Linked DNA regions of Mus musculus: region 1 is linked to region 2. Evidence: chromatin contacts called from public HiChIP or PLAC-seq data. All regions are on one chromosome and are shown on one strand. Each heading gives the region's core, a stretch centred on a gene start, on an enhancer-like site or on the middle of the called end of the contact. The rest is flanking DNA. Distances are from core to core; before and after follow the strand shown.

Region 1 (5,230 bases), core at 463-2,962, 150 kb after region 2:
GCTTCACGAATTTCAAGTGGTTATTTTTTGTTGTTGTTGTTCATTATTTTCTTCATTGTGGTATCTTCTGAGAATAGTAAATGTTCAAAAAAACTGTCAAAAATATCAATATAATTAACCAAGTATAATGTCCAGAATATATAAAGTACTACTTGATATCAAAAGCAAATATAAGGGCTAGGGTGTAGCTCAGTGGTAGAATGTTTGCTTAGGATACACCAAGCCCTGGGTTTGCTCTCCAGCTCAGGGAAGAGGGGTGGCCAAAGTAGCAAATGAGGGACTACCCAGTGCTATGAATTTATAGGCAAAATGTGTACTCGATAGCACTAAAAAAAGGATTCTCCTCACTAGTGATGAGGCTTCATGGGAGAATACAACAATATTTTTTAATGTGTGAAGAAATGAACTGGCAATCATAGTCTAATTAGTTTGAATGTGCATATATTTTATATGAAAAAAAAACATTACCTTAAACACTCTTCTTTTAGAAATAAAATTTTTTTTATGTGTATGGGTGTTTGGAGTACATGTATGTCTGTGCACCCGATGTCTGGTGCTCTCAGAGGCCAGAGGAGTGTGTCAAATTCCCTGGAACCACAGTTACAGATTACTGTGGGCTAAGTCACTGGGTGGGTGCTGGGAGTCGGGCGTGGATTCTCCAGCACACTGAGCCCCGGAGCTGTTTCTCCAGCCCCAATGTTACCTACTCTCTATGCATCAGCCAAGTTCATCCCACAGGAACTCGCCTGAGCTGGCTCCAATATCCTTACTTCTTAGATGAAACTCGAGTTTAGGGGGGTGGACACATTTTGATATGTTCATTCACCACAGAGGTTCTAGAGCCGGCACACACAGATCCAGACCCCGCCCCCTCAGGAGTCTGTCCTTGAATTCTCTGCGATTCAAACTCTACTACAATGCTATAGGTGGAGCCAGGTCAGCTCCAAGGAGGGAGATAGTATGAGAGGGAAGGAGTGTCACTTCTGATAGGTTAAAACAAAAAACAAAAAACAAAAAACAAAAACCCAAAAACAAACAAACAAAAAACCCAAAGGCACAGAAAGCAATGATTTTCATAAGGAGGAAAGCTGTGACGTTTCTGAGTAAGGTAAGCACTTTCTAGACGATCCCCAAAGATCTCCTTCCGGGTACTGTGGACTGGATTGAGAGACTTGTTTCTGAGCAACAAAGAATACAATGAAACCTGCAGAGGCATTCTGATTCCTGCCATGAAATTCTAGAAGTCTTCATTATACGGGGGGGGGGGGGGGGGGGGGGGGATGGTTAGAACCCCAGATCTTCTCCCTAGCCTTGCCCCTTCTGTGGAGAATTTGGAGATTGCCTAGGCAGACACTTCTTGTAACATCCTGGTTATCAGCAACTTCAAAATGAAAACAAATGAACAAACAAAACCAGTACATTCATCAGACTGCTTTGCGTCTAGGCTTTGGAATATAAATTCGGAGTCCACAATTCACTGCGCTTGGGCAGGAGAAGCTACGCGAGGCCCACTATCCTGTTCCTCTCACTGTTGCTTCTGGTAGAGACACATCAAATACAGCGAAGGGCGATTCTGTTCCGGTTCTGGTTCCGGGTCTTAGGTTTGCCGGAACACCCTGTAGTGTAGGTTAGGCAGCTTGATGAACATCAGGACCCGTGTAATGCAGTGTTAGCAGTAACTCAGTCTCAAGATCTAGCCTCGCCTTCCTTTTAAGCCCTCCCAGTGAACTTGGTGACTCATAATTACTTGGATCTAATTTCTTTCTGTCGCCCACAGTGTCTGGAGCATTTTCTGTTTCCTTTAGTGAAGGGGATGATAATGCCATCACTGCATGGGGGATGGGTTGCGGAGAGTGCTGGCTATCTGCAGAGAGCGCGCCTGAAAAACCCCTGGACCCTGAGACAGTTGAAGAATCAGAAAGTCTGAGGATTGATCGATAAGAGCTCTAGCCTTTAATACTAGTGGCCCTGGACACCGGCAGGCAGACTTACTTCACGGAGGAGAGGAGAGTCTGTCTTTGGGTCCACTAGTGTCCTCAGAGAACAGTGTTTGAGGAGAAAGGGGGAAAGTCCTGCACAATAAAAAGCACAGATGAGTTTTTTATCTCTGTTGATTGATTGTGGCCCTGGGAAACAAAACCCTGGCCTTGTGTTTACTGGGTAAGTGTTCTATTCCACCACGGTATTGTCTCATTTTTACATAAAACATACCAATAGCAAACTGGCATTAGAAGAAAGAGTATAATGAGAAACAGGAATGACAGTCCTGCTGCTGGAGAGGTGGCTCAATGGTAAAGAGCATGTACGACCATTTTATTTTTTTTAAATGAGATGCTATGTAGCCCTGGCTGCCTTGGAACTTGCTATGTAGACCAGGCTAACCTTGAACTCACAGAGATCCAAATTCCCTCTGCCTTCTTTTTAGTCCCTTCCGATGACTTTTGGTACGTCGTAATTACTTGAATCTATTTTCTTTCTGTTGCCAAAAATATCTGGAGTCTGACTGCTAGGACTAAAGGCATGTGGTACCATCCCTGACCGAGTGCACGTTACTCTTTTAAAGGTCTAACTTGGATGATCAACACCTGAGTCTGGTGGCTTACAACCACCTGTGACTCCAACTCCAGGGCACCTGACTCCTCTCTTGTAGCTCCCGCAGGTATCTGCACTCATGTGCACATACCCCTTCCACACACGTATTATTTGACAAAAAATATTTTAGGGTAGAAATACTACTGGAAAATAGTCAATAAAATCTTGCCTGTCAGCATCGGGGGCCCAAGCTCAGTCTCTAGGACCTAAATAAAAATGCCAGGTGTGGTGGCACATGCTTACCATACGTGTGGTGGGAGGCAGAGGCAGGAGAATTCCCTGGAATTCACTCACCAGCCAGTGTAGCCTGGTGGTTGAGCTCTAAGACAATGAAAGCCCGTGTGTTAAATGGCAATGGACTAAATAAATAAGTGTAAAACAAAGATTTTTAAAGATGTATTTCTGATCTTGAGTTCTGTAGAAGCTACCAATTATGCAGAAGGGTAGAAATAAAAACACTACAGGCCAGGAGGTGGTGACTCACATCTTTAATCCCAACAGGCAGATCTCTGTGAGTTCGAGGCCAGCCTAATCTACAGAGTGAGTTCCGGGGCTACACAAAGAAACCCTACCTTGAAAACAAAAATAAATAAATAAATAAAATACAATAAAAAAGTAAAAGCTAGGAGATATTTTAGATCTTATGAAGAACGATGTTAATTAGAAGAGACCATTGCTGAAGGGGACAAACTGACATTACTTACGCAAACAACGTTGGGAAAATGTGATTGCTATTTTTTTATTATTATTTATTTTGCTTTAAGATAGACTTGGGGAAATAATTGTCACTTATCCCATTAAAAAAATAAATAAAAAGGGGTGGGGGGCTGGAGAGATGGCTTAGAGGACATGAGTTCAATTCCCAGCAACTACTCGGTGGCTCATAACCATCTATAATGAGATCTGGTGCCCTCTTCTGGCCTGCAGACAGAACATACATGCAGGCAGAACACTCTACATAATAAATAAATCTTTAAAAATAAGCCGGGCATGGTGGTGCTCGCCTTTAATCCCAGCACTCGGGAGGCAGAGGCAGGTGGATTTCTGAGTTCGAGGCCGGCCTAGTCTACAGTCTGAGTTCCAGGACAGCCAGGGCTATACAGAGAAACCCTGTCTCAAAAAGACCAATAAATAAATAAATAAATAAATAGGGCTGGAGAGATGGCTCAGTGGTTAAGAGCACTGACTGCTCTTCCAGAGGACCTGAGTTTAATTCTCAGCAACAACACGGTGGCTCACAACCATCCGTAATGAGATCAATGAGCCCTCTTTTGGGCTTCTTGGGGTGTCTGAAGATAGCTACAGTGTACTTACCTATAATAATAAATAAATCTGAAAGAGAGAAAGAAAGAAAGAAAGAAAGAAAGAGAGAGAGAGAGAGAGAGAGAGAAAGAAAGAAAGAAAGAAAGAAAGAAAGAAAGAAAGGAAGGAAGAAAGTGATGTGAAGGGAGTGTAGTGTGATGAAATCGTAGCTCAAGGGGGTAACCGCATCATCATTGTCTGCTTTCATGGGCAGAAGGCACCAAGGAGCTGATGAGCCACAGTGAAGGAAATGGGATAGGATAGGGCTTTAAGACCAGTAAAGAGGGCCCAGACCCAGGAAGGCTGACCAGAAGATGAGAGCATTCTAAAATGGATGTGACCAAGCTGAGGGACCTCCTTCTACTGGGAGGTGAATTCCGTCTGGATGGTTCCCCAGTTACGTTAGCGTGCATTGATTGATAGCCATCCTGCTTGATAAGGTTGTATGCTTTTCCTTCAGGCATGGTCCATCAGCCTACAAACAATAGAAAGCCACAGGATACTAAGGTGGAAGAAGAGAAGTGGCAGTTAGAACAAGTCAGATGGGGTAGCCATGTATAAGTCGCCAGCCAACCACACAAAGCCTTGCTTAGAACATGTTAGCATTCTAAGCTCCACCCCCCCCCCCCCCAGTTACCTGGCAATAGCCAGGTACGCTCCTCCCCCAGTTACCTGGGTTTTTGCTTGCTTTTTATTTGTTTGTTTGCTTGCTTGCTTGCTTGGCTTTGTTTTTGTTTCTTTGAGACCAGGTTTTTCTGGTCTCAAAAAAAGCAAAGAAACAGCACTACCTGTCCCGGAACTTGCTTTGTAGACCAGGCTGGCCTCGAACTCACAGGGATCTACCTGCCGCTGCCTCCCGAGTGCTGGGATTAAAGATGGGCAACACCTCGTCCAGCCTCTTTGTTGTTGCTTTAAAATGGGGCCTCACTAGATTGCCAGGCTGGTCTTTAATTCTGGGCCTCAAGTGATCCTCCCGCCTCAGCCTCACAAGGAGCTGGGTCTGCTCCTGGCTCGTGTTGAGCTATGAATGAGACCAATAGCGTTCGTTAACTGACTAGAAAGGCAGAAAGGAGCAATTGGTCACATTGATAGTAAGTAGAAACCAGGCAAGCCATGTTATTGAATCTCCCAGATGAATATAGCTGATCCCCAGATTATCCCCACCTCCTTTGGCCATAGCCTTGTATATTGCTATCTTGGTTAAGGTAGGCTAGACTAAGTGACTTGTTTGTTGTTATTGTTTCATTATTGTTAATGTTAAAACAGGGCCTTGGTGTGTAGCCTAGGCTGCTCCAGGACTTGCTATTAGACCAGGCTGGCCAAGCTCATACATTCT
Region 2 (4,919 bases), core at 2,169-4,668:
GGGGCTTACTGTGATTGCTATAGGTGAGTGTACCGCTCCTCTACACTCATGCACTTAGAGGGTTTTTTTTATATATACTTACTTGGTGAGTGTGTGTGTGTAAATGTTTATGTGTGTCTAGTGTATGTATGTGTATGAATGTATAGTATATATATATATATATATATATGTGTGTGTGTGTGTGTGTGTGTGTGTGTGTGTATAAAGTATATGTGTGTCTGTGTGTCTAGTATGTGTAAGTATATGTATATATGTGTGTGTGTATGTTTATAAATTTGTGTGTATATACATGTGTGTGTATGTATTGAACACACACAAGCCTTTGTGCATATGTGGAGTCAGAGGATAACTTACAAATACCTCTTCTCCGCTTCTACCATATGGGTTCCAGAGATCAAACTCCATTCATCAGGATAGGCCGCAAACGCCCTTATCCACTGAGCCATCTTGCCGGTCCATTTTGTTTTGTTTATTTGACTTTCCCTTTTGAGTCACAAAGTTCTGAAACAATATTAATACAGATTTTCGTTCTAGAAGACTATGACCCTCTCTCTGACAGAGTAGCTTGGATGTCCTCAAGGGGAAACAAACCAAATGAATTGTCAATGTCCCAAGAAGAAAGAATATGTCTGTCCCATAAAGCCTGTGCCAGCAAGACCTCACGTTCTCGGAGCACCTCCAGTTTGGCAGTCATAGTGTGCGGCTGTGTCTGCCACTCCTCTGCAAACTCCCCAGCTAAGTAGATTGCTGTAAAGCGTGACTAATGAGGTCCTGTGAGCTGACCTAATGAAACCCAACCAGCAGGGTCACCAGGGCCACCAAAGCGTGAGTCTGCATCTCCCTAGGCCGTGTAACCGGATCCGCACTGGCTCTGGAGGGAGGGCCAGGAGACTATCCAGTAGCCAAGGGCACTGTCGGGGCTTCAGAATAACAGCCCGCAGTTGTAATCGAGCCCCATCCCAGGACATTTAGCTGAGCGATCATCTCATCCATCTTTTATTCATAACCGCAGGAGCGCGTCGCCTTTGGCAGTCCTCTCTGCGCTCTCACCTGCATCCCCACCAGCCTTTTCCTTCGTGTCACAGAAGACACACCTGGCACAAGGCATCTTGTCGCTGTGGGTATGGTCACCGGCCCTGGACTGGGACAGCATGGCTGCTGCTCCCTGAGCCAGCAGGAACCACTGGTACCTCGGTGCAAATGTTCAAGTTGTTCTTCAAACCCCAGCAAGGCTGAAGCTGACAGAGATGTGGGGCAACCCTCTGAGGCAAGAGTAGACCTCACTGCCAAAGGGCTTCCTTGCCTCATTTAATTATTTTATTTAATCCTTGAAGGGGATTGAAAAGAGTAAACATGGCATCTTGCATCTAAATGCCAGCATTTCCACAGGGAGTTCTTAAGTTCCATCAAACCTACCCAGGGACCCCAGCCACACAGAAAACCCACCTCACCTCCACGCATCCTATCCACGACTTTCTGACTCCTCCTCACCAAGCCCTGAGTGAGTAGCTGAAGTGTCAAGCTCTCTCCAGACATTATCTCAGCTCCTTCTGAGAGCTGCATCTCACTTGTTATACAGTCCTGGGCTCTAGCATCTTTTGATGCCTGGGTGGCAGGCTTTATATCAAAGTGGAAAGAAGCAAAAGTGTTGGAGTAAGGCTTCCACTTTAGCCTCAGTAACTCCTTAGGCGCCATGATCCTCCTGGACCTCACTCACGGGGCTTTAAAGTGTTTTAACCATAGCAACATGGACTGTGATCATCATCACTGATAGCTAAGTGAGCATTAGCGGTCGTTTGCATTCCTGATCTCTTGTTTAATTTATCTGGGGGCAGGGCACACGTGTGGCACATAGGCAGTATGAAGGTCACAAGACAACCCTGTAAGGTCCTTTCCCTTGGGTTCTTGGCATCAAGCTCAGGTTACCAGGTTTACACGGCAAGCACTATGCGCTGAGCCATCCCACCAGTCTGTGAAGCCTCTGGAGTTTAGCTATGATCCATTATTTTTTTTTTTTTTTATAAAGTGGGGTGAATGATGGGTCCCGGGGAAGTCTGTCTTTATTTCAACTCTAATAAAAAGAGGAAAAATGCACTTTTTGTACAGTGTATACTAACGTTCAAGTTGCTAGGTCAGTAATTTTCAAAGTGCAGTCTGGAAACCCTCGGAGGTCACCGAGACTCCGGAAGGTCGTCCATGTGGGTAGAACTATCTCATCCTAACACGGTGGTGCTGTCCCTTCATGCCATGCCTTTATTAGTACATGAAAAGTCCCTTCATGCCGTGCCTTTATTAGTACATGAAAAGCCCCTCTGGTCTCCGCCGCTGGTTTCAGTTATACAGAGTCAACCACAGCCCAAAGGTGTTAAGTAGGAGGTGTCAGAAACAACTCATGGATCATAAATTGCATCCCACTCTGGCAGTGCGAGGGTATGTGGGGCTCTGACAGCACCCCATCTGGCTGTGAACCAACCCCTCTGTCCCTTGTATCTGTAGTGCGAGCCCTACCTGGCCCTAACTTCCTACCCAGCTCAGTTATCAGAGCGACAGAGGTACCAGCATGGAAGTGCTTGTGTCAGAAAGATACCTTAATTTATTTTTTCTGCTTTATAATAGGTCCACAAGAGTAACAGCACTGATAGTTTTGGGCTCTGTCTAAGAGAGGTTGTGAGATGTGTCCCTTACATGAAAAGTGAAAGTTCTTGATGAATGAAAAATATGTGCCGTTTGTTAATATGGACAAGAACAAATCTACCCATGATATCGTTAAGAATGGGAAGAGAACCCATGATAGTTTTACTGTCATGCGCGACGCTGCCAACATTACAGAAGGATAGACAAGATGGCTCGGCTGTAAATATAGACTTGCCACAGAAGCCTGATAACCTGGGTTGGATCCCTGGAACACACTCGGGAGGGAAAGAATTGACTCCAAAAAGCTGCCCTCTACAATCACGCCATGACACATGTGTGCCCACACTCACACACATACAGCATACACAGAGACACATAGTAATAACATTTTTTAACTTAAAAGTTATTTAGCCACATAGACAAGGATGCTAGCGCATACCTGTAGTCCCAAAACTTGGCAAGTGGAGGATATCAGGATTAGAAGTTCAAATGATCCTAGGCAGTATAGTCTGGGACACGAGACTCTTGTCTTTAAATAAGTAAGTGATAGCCACGAGTGGTGCACGTTTAGCTAAGATAGGAAAGGCATTCCCATCCTGCTGGGAATCCACTGGGGATCTTGGAATGTAGCTCTCAGAGATAAGAGGAGACGTCTGTCTATTCAGTGGAATTTTCTAGAGGCAACTAGATATGTGATGATGTCATCACTTCATTCCTAATGGACCGTGCGCTCATAACATTCTTTCCCTCTACGTCTCCTCCGTTATCATTTTGAATGTGTAAGTGGCAGTCGCTGTGACTCACCTCTTAACTTTGTGACCAACCCCACGGTTCGTCCTGCAGCTACTCTGTCTTCTGTCATGTGCTCCCTTCAGGCTGTCCGGGTCCAACTTCCCCGCAGAGGACTGGCTGTGGAACTACGAGAAACACGGAAACCGGCACTCAGTGATGAGGAGGGTCAAGCGCTTCCTGAGTACCCACGAGCATCCTGGCAGCCCCAGGAGGAGGAGGAGCTTCGGCAGGCAGGCCAGCGACAGCTCCATGTTCTTACCCCCAAGCCCAGCTCGGGATCTGCTGGATGTGCCGTCCAGGAACCCCCACCGAGGCTCGCCCACACGGAAGCAATCCCGCTCCCAAGAGGGCAGCCCCAAGCTGCACTCCAGCATGGGAGAACTGTCCACCATCAGGGAGACCAGCCGTACCAGCACGCTGCAGAGCCTGAGCCCGCAGTCCAGCGTGAGGTCCTCCCCTACCAAAATGCCCCAGGTCCCTGAGGTCCTAATCACCGCCGCTGAAGCACCAGCGTTCTCAGCAGACAGCCATCAGCATGACTCCACTACCTCCATCTTGAGCCTCGAGTTCACCGGGGTGCAGCCGAGCGGGACTGAGCAGCAGGTAGAGCCTTCAGGGACCCCACCTGGAGACCCCAATCCCCAGACTACTTCAGCCAGTACTGAAAGAGACTTGTTCAAGTTCGAGGAAGATCTAGAGGATGACAGATTTCCCAAAAGGTGGAGCCTGCCAGAGTTTCTGGAGTCCAGGCACACCTCGCTGGGAAACTTAGGTCCAGATCCTGTGAGTCCCCGGGATGCTCTTCTTTTACCTGACACAGAAACACCCTCAGAGACCAACGGAATCCATCCTGGGGCTGGCTCTGCCCTCGCCCCCGACATCCTGTACTTAATGGAAAGTTTGGATAAGGAAACAGACATCTTGGAGTTTAACAACGAGCACACTGGAGAATCCCCGAAGGGAACACCACAGCGCCCCAGGACCTGGTTCTAACCCAGCTCCCTACTTTACATAAAGCTGTCTGCACCAGTCCCGGAATCGGCCCCCAGGAACTGGCCAGCATTTGGAGAAATGATCCTACTATACAAGCTACTTAGAACTCTGAAGGGCGTTATGATCAAACACATCCACATTGTCTAGCACACAGGGGCTTTCATGGAAGTTTTACAGCCCAAATTGATTACCGTAACCAAATAAGGGATATCATATAAATGCATATGGCTTATACACTTACACTTGATTAGCTTTGGGAAGAGCCAAAACAGATCATAGTCCAATACTATAGAAACAAAGGCCCAGACACAAAGTGTCTTGTTCCTTTCCTGGCTCCTTCCCCTACCTCTCTTTTCCTTTAGCTACAGAGACAAGAAGAGTCAGACCATGCCATGCCCAGAGATCCTTTTCTGCTTAGAGTTGTTCCACTGACTTCCTGACCATCTCACACCTACCTTCTATAACATTGCTACCATCTTTCCTTAATCCTTAAACTCCCT

Evidence for each region. HiChIP or PLAC-seq counts read pairs in DNA pulled down with a chosen protein or histone mark.
Region 1: a contact with region 2 is called in an H3K27ac HiChIP or PLAC-seq map of extraembryonic endoderm stem cells. The contact joins two enhancer-like sites. A contact is called at or near these places in 1 of 484 Hi-C or Micro-C datasets (embryonic stem cells), 4 of 115 datasets of contacts at active chromatin or transcription factors (embryonic stem cells, extraembryonic endoderm stem cells and pancreatic cancer cells) and 1 of 9 other capture datasets (embryonic stem cells).

What each region holds. Positions count from the first base shown.
Region 1 is chr10:117,173,104-117,178,333 of GRCm38.p6, forward strand. It overlaps 4930423D24Rik (a long non-coding RNA gene), which reads left to right and starts at 4,522. Exons shown (of 4, transcript XR_380819.3): 1 at 4,522-4,545. Within about 2 kb of position 1,713, at least 60 of the 459 cell types and tissues checked have an H3K27ac peak or open chromatin away from gene starts, as enhancers often do. A contact at or near this core is called in extraembryonic endoderm stem cells and pancreatic cancer cells, where this site is marked.
Region 2 is chr10:117,020,428-117,025,346 of GRCm38.p6, forward strand. It overlaps Best3 (bestrophin 3), which reads left to right. Exons shown (of 10, transcript NM_001007583.1): 10 at 3,510-4,613. The coding sequence ends at 4,419. Among named protein-coding and RNA genes, the nearest start is that of Gm10747, 19 kb to the right of the region's middle. Within about 2 kb of position 3,419, at least 45 of the 459 cell types and tissues checked have an H3K27ac peak or open chromatin away from gene starts, as enhancers often do. A contact at or near this core is called in extraembryonic endoderm stem cells and pancreatic cancer cells, where this site is marked.